Regions from separate parts of the Mus musculus genome. Here region 2 is linked to region 1. A link is a contact called in public Hi-C data. All regions are on one chromosome and are shown on one strand. The core of a region is the stretch at or near the end of the contact, and the rest is flanking DNA. Distances in the headings are between cores, read along the strand shown.

The links. Hi-C and Micro-C count contacts between places; a contact is called where the count stands out from the background.
Region 2: a Hi-C map of granulocyte-monocyte progenitors shows a contact between it and region 1, with 1.9 times the contacts expected there. The contact joins two enhancer-like sites. A contact is called at or near these places in 2 of 39 promoter capture datasets (the C10 cell line and neutrophils), 10 of 484 Hi-C or Micro-C datasets (the Ba/F3 cell line, the HPC-5 cell line, bone marrow-derived dendritic cells and 6 more), 1 of 115 datasets of contacts at active chromatin or transcription factors (CD8 T cells) and 1 of 9 other capture datasets (bone marrow-derived macrophages).

What each region holds. Positions count from the first base shown.
Region 1 is chr16:55,696,914-55,699,613 of GRCm38.p6, reverse strand. No RefSeq gene overlaps it. Among named protein-coding and RNA genes, the nearest start is that of Gm23003, 100 kb to the right of the region's middle. Within about 2 kb of position 1,388, at least 54 of the 459 cell types and tissues checked have an H3K27ac peak or open chromatin away from gene starts, as enhancers often do. A contact at or near this core is called in the Ba/F3 cell line and granulocyte-monocyte progenitors, where this site is marked.
Region 2 is chr16:55,789,239-55,792,070 of GRCm38.p6, reverse strand. No RefSeq gene overlaps it. Among named protein-coding and RNA genes, the nearest start is that of Nfkbiz, 31 kb to the left of the region's middle. Within about 2 kb of position 1,525, at least 61 of the 459 cell types and tissues checked have an H3K27ac peak or open chromatin away from gene starts, as enhancers often do. A contact at or near this core is called in the Ba/F3 cell line and granulocyte-monocyte progenitors, where this site is marked.

The DNA.
Region 1 (2,700 bases), core at 139-2,638:
AAGTTGGAGAAATTTTAATAACAGCACTTCTAGAGTTCTGTAGTCATTCATGTCTTGGTCAATAGTAATCTCGGCATAAGTTGCTAAATCTTATTCCCTATGGGACTCTGACAGAAACCATTAGCATGTTATGCCTCAATTAAGATTCTTAAAAATGGAGGTGCCTCGTGGCTGAGTCTTCCTTTGTGAGGTCTCAGCTGCCGACTCTTCTTGCTCCATGCCTGCTTTCATGCTGCCACACTCCCTGCCACCATGGTCATGGGCTCTATCCCTCTGAAACTAAAACGTCACTCACCATTGTTTAAGACTCAAAGATACAAAGACGCGAATCGAGAGGCAAAGAGTGCAATAGATAGAATGGCAGACTGCAATACATCATTAAGAAGCAGAAAGAGAAAAAGTCAATTTATAAAGATATCAACAACCCCTTCCTCTTCTAAGTGGAGGCATGTCTATGGGAACTCATTGGAGAGTGACAGGAATTCCAGTTCTGGGAATTTTAGAAATAGTTTGAGAGTGTATGCTGAAGACATTTTACTAAAGCTGTTCCAAGATTTTTGCTGGCTCAAAATCTCAAAGAATCACCCTGTGCCACCTGAAGAACCCAGTAAGACCCAGGTGGGTATTCCCTGGACTCTGTATTGCTCCCACACTACCCATTTCTCATTGATACTCATTATGCTAAGATGTTGCTGTCCAGAGTAGTCTGTGTTCTTGAGGAAGTGGTGGTGGTGAATAGGAGCGCTGCTCTGCTCTGTAGCTGCCACACTTTCCAGCTGTAGGTGACGCTACTCTTTGGACAGGGTCATTTGGTGCCACCTTCAATAAGCTCAACTATGAAGCAAATGGCTTGCTATGAATAGGCTCTGACTTCTATAGAGGAAATGATGAAACAACAGAGGAAGTTGATAGGAACAGAAAGAAAGTTGTCAGCAGTTTCATTTGAGAATAATATCATTGTGGTCTCAAGTTTCTGAAGTCAAAAACAGTCCAGGGAGAAAATCCCTTCGCCATTCTTCCTCTTTTACAGAAGGACAAAAGAAAAAAAAGCACTTGAGCATATGACTTCATCAGTTATGTGTTGGTTTAGAGGTTGGGCTCAGGAAACTCACTTATCATTTACTGTAGCTGTTTTCAAAAAAAAAAGTTCTAAACAGCATTGCTGACTCTAAAACCACTAGCATTTCTAGGCTAAACAATTCTGAGTGTTTCAGGGTGTCCCTCTGGTGGAAAATTGAAAACACTTGTGGCATTTTCTGTGGGGAAAGATGGTAAATAAATACGGAAATCATACAGGTTATTATTTTTTCCCTACAAGTAGAAGGAAACTTGTTTGCTATTCCTTCGTTAATGCAAAAGTGTTGCCAAGCTCCATGGTAAGATGAAGACCGTTTCCTTCACACCTCTGTGAGTGTGAGGAGATCTGGTAACAACAGGCCAAGAGATGTAGCTTCCCTCTTGTTGGTAGAAGACTTGCCTCTTGTGCACAAAATTCTAGATTTGATCCATTATAAACTGGGCATAATCTCAGCATTATTATTATTATTATTATTATTATTATTATTATTATTATTATTACTATTATTGGAGCAAGAGGTAGGAGGGATCATAGGATCCAACTTATCCTTTGTTACATCTAGAGGTTGAGGCTAGCATAGGATATTTGAGACCCTGTATCAGAGAACCAAACTGTTCAGTCAGCACAAAGCAAACAGTTGGAATTTCACTCTATGAGTAATGATGCTGAATGTCGGGAGGGAAGGGAAAGCATGGTTGGGATGTATTGTATAAGAGAAGAATCTATTTTCAACAGAAATAAAAAGATAAAAATGTATTTGGTAGTCATGTTTTTTTTTTTTGAAAAATATGTATGCGTGTCCATTTTAAGTAAGATACTATTACCTTTGTTTTTTGTTATTTAAGAAGCAGTGACATTTCTCCATTTGGTAGCAAAAGAGAAAATTGGAGGAGCTGAGAGCTTTAGAAGGACACACATGGTCCTGGGTTTATAGATGAATGAGTTTAAAACAAAGGTCGAGAAGTGGCTTCCAGGACCTGAGAATGTCCCTTGGCAAATAATCAACTAGGAAATAAGGGCCTGAGTCCTAAAGCCACATGAAACTGAGTTCTGCCATTGACAGAAAGAGGCTCAGAAGATCTCATGATCCAGAGGAGGTGACAGCTGGCACCCCCAGTATGAAGATACAGAGAGATTAAGAGTCAGAGGATGAGGCTGGAACAATGTCTCAGTGGGTAAGAGCCCTGCTGTGTAAGTATGAGGATATGAGTCCAGATGCCCACTATTTATATACAAGTGAGCCTGGTAGCACGGCACAGAGCCTGAGTGCTCACCAGCAGCCTAGCCAAAACACTGAACTTCAAGGTCAGTGAGGTCGCATCTCGGTGAATAAGGTAGAGAATGATAGAGTAAGCCAACATCCTCGTCTGGCCTCTGCATGAGCTTACATTGGCACACACATCTGTATTCGTACAATACAATCATGCATATACCACAAACATATAGAGCCCCAAATAGTACTATTATAATTAGCTATTCATAGGCAAAATAAAGAACTTTAGGTCATGTTTGGCACTAATGTCCTAGGTTGATTCAAAATGGACTATACACCTAAACATATGAACTGAACTAAATATGAAAAAAAAAATCATAGACAGGGTCCAGTACCGACCTACCAGGTA
Region 2 (2,832 bases), core at 276-2,775, 92 kb before region 1:
TATTTATGCCATGTTTGGTTGATATCCATGGGAGGCCTGCCCTTTTCTGAAGGAAAATGGAGGAGAAGTGGATCAGTTGGGGAGGGGAAGGGGTGGGAGAAGAGGCTGGGAAGGGAAGAGGAGGGGAAACTGTGGATATATTATCTGAGAGGATAATTTTAAAAATTAAAAAGAGATTGCATATCTAATGTGCTATTAGAAATCTGTATGTGACTCATGTTAACCAGGTTTCCGGTCACCTCTGCAATAAAATAGACAGTCTGCAAAGGTGAGGACAAAACACTCACAGAAATCAACTTAGAAGGAGAAAAGATTGATTTTTGCCTCAGGCTCTCAGAGGATTCCAGCCTCGGCTGCTTGGGCTTGTCAGTGTAGGCCCCTGGCAAGGTGCAACACCACAGTGAGACAGAAAGTCATGGTGGGGGTGGAGGCAGGATGGAACAGAGCAAAGCTGCCGACCTCCTGGTGGCCGTGGAGCAAAGACACACTGGTGTCAACTCGACCTTCCCTCCCGAGTTTCTCCCACCGATCAATGGCTCACCATCATCAACCCTTATGACTCGTTTTCCAAAGGCCCCACCTCTCGTCATGGCTATTTAGGGACCAACCCATCAGGACAAACGCCCTTTAGAAACATTTCCTATCTAAACTGGAATGTGACTTTCAAGGGAAGTAGTTGAAGAAATAAGCCTTCCAGTCTATTCCTTATTGTTTGCTGAATTACTTTTCTTGGAGAGATGGGAACGGATGCTTGCTTACCCTGGATAAGGCTTTGGTGGCAGGCCAAAGTAATGATTCCACCCAAGTGTAACTTGGCCAATGAATGAGTTTATTGAACATGCTTACAGAAGTATGGATTAGTCGGTACTTATAGGAGCACAGGTCCTCTCCAAAGCTGCACTACTGGTATCCCAGCTTCATTCAACTTTCTGCCTCCTGCACCCCAGAACTTCCCTTAAGACTCTGTGCCTCTGGTGGCTACGAGAGAGGGAATATTGCTTGTGCTCTCAGGTGAGGTCCCTGTGACCCTCCCTCCGCTTCTCTTCCTAGGGAGTGTTCACAGCTTCACCACTCTTATCTTAGACTTAGATATTACTCTTGTGTTCTGATTTTTGCCTAGTCTCTAAGACCAAGCAGTCTTTAGGTTATCCCAACAACCTCTCTGTCCATGATGGCTGTGTAATGTCCAGAAAAAAAACCACCTTCCCTTAACAGCTGATAAAGAATTAATACAAGCCCAGTGACGTGACAACACGAACACTGATGGAAATGGAGAGAAATGTGGAGAAAGACTGGGAGGCGGTGGGTAGTGGTAGGTAGGATCTCAGATCCAAGTCCTCGGTTCTGCCGTTAGGGTAGGGACCTTTGTTTGATGGGGAGCTTCTCAGAAGATAAACACTAGGGAGGAGCATCGGCTTGTCTTCCTCTATCATCTTCCTTTTTGGTATGAAGGGTTGGTCTGAAAAAAGGCGGCTGTTTGTTCACTTCTCACAAACAGTGAGATCTGGAGGAGTCTAGTGAAGTCGATTGCACATGGCACGTCAGGTTGAGCAAGAAACCTTTCCTGTTCCTTATGGCCTCTGTTACATAATGCCCCAGGGAATGAATGGCCTTTATTTGCTCTAACTCAGGAAAAACTGAGGATTGACCACATCGTCAGATAGTTTGAGTTCATCGAACAGCCAGTCCAACATCAGAAAGAAGGAAAGACATGAACAAAAGCACACATAGAAAACAGAATTTGAGATCTGAGATCTGAAATGTTAGGAAATGAGTCTGGAGGGAGAGGCCAGGGTGTGTGTGTGTGTGTGTGTGTATGTGTGTATGTGTGTGTGTGTGTGTGTGTGTATGTGTGTGTGTGTGTATGTGTGTATGTGTGTGTATGTGTGTGCATGTGTGTGTGTATGTGTATGTGTGTATATGTGTGTGTGTGTGAGTGTGTGAGTGTGTGAGTGTGTGTGTGTGTGTGTGTGTTTTGAGATGCAGTCTCGTATAGCCCAAGCTTGCCTTCAACTTAGGTAGCTGAAGATGACTTTGAACCTCTAATCCTCCTACCTCTTCCTTTTCAGTGGAAGACTGTAGGTGTCCATGACTGTATCTGGCTTCACAGCAGCTACTGAAGGCTTCTTTTTGTTTAGGATGTTAGGATATGGAAGAGTAGGGTCTCCAGAAATAACTCAGTCAACTAAGACCCAGGATCGGGTTGCAATCTATGATGTCTTGAAGCTATGTATAGAGGTATTCTGTGGTCCATAGCAAGCATGGGAAGGGCTTGATTTCAATTTGTTGTTACCTTAGCAAGGACACATAGATCTGTTTTGAGTACTTCCCCTTAATAGTGCCCAGGTTTGAGAGCCCTTTACTTGCGATTCTGACACTAACCAAGACACCAGGCTTCCTAATTTTGCCATGTTACCATTCCTTTTACCTCCAGCCTGGGAACCCTTGCCTCTTCCCCGGGGTGGTAGGAGGGGGAGGAGAGAACAGAAAGTTCCCTTGGAGCATTAATCACCAAGGAGAGGCAACTGGCAATAAAACCCACAGGGAGCCTGGGCTAGGCTGGCTTTCTAAGTGTGGCTGAGACCCAGCAAATAACTCACTCTGATTATACCACCCAACCCTTGGGTGAAAATGAGTCAGTCCAGGGAGCATCCAGGTGGAACCCTGGAGCAGCTGAGTCCTTTACAGAGGGGGAGGAGGAGGGGAAGGGGGAGGAGGAGGGGAAGGGGGAGGGGGAGGAAGAGGGAGGAGGAGGAGGAGGAGGAGGAGGAGGAGGAGGAGGAGGAGAACCGCATTGCCACTATTAGGGAGCAAAGGATTCCCAGGGGTTCT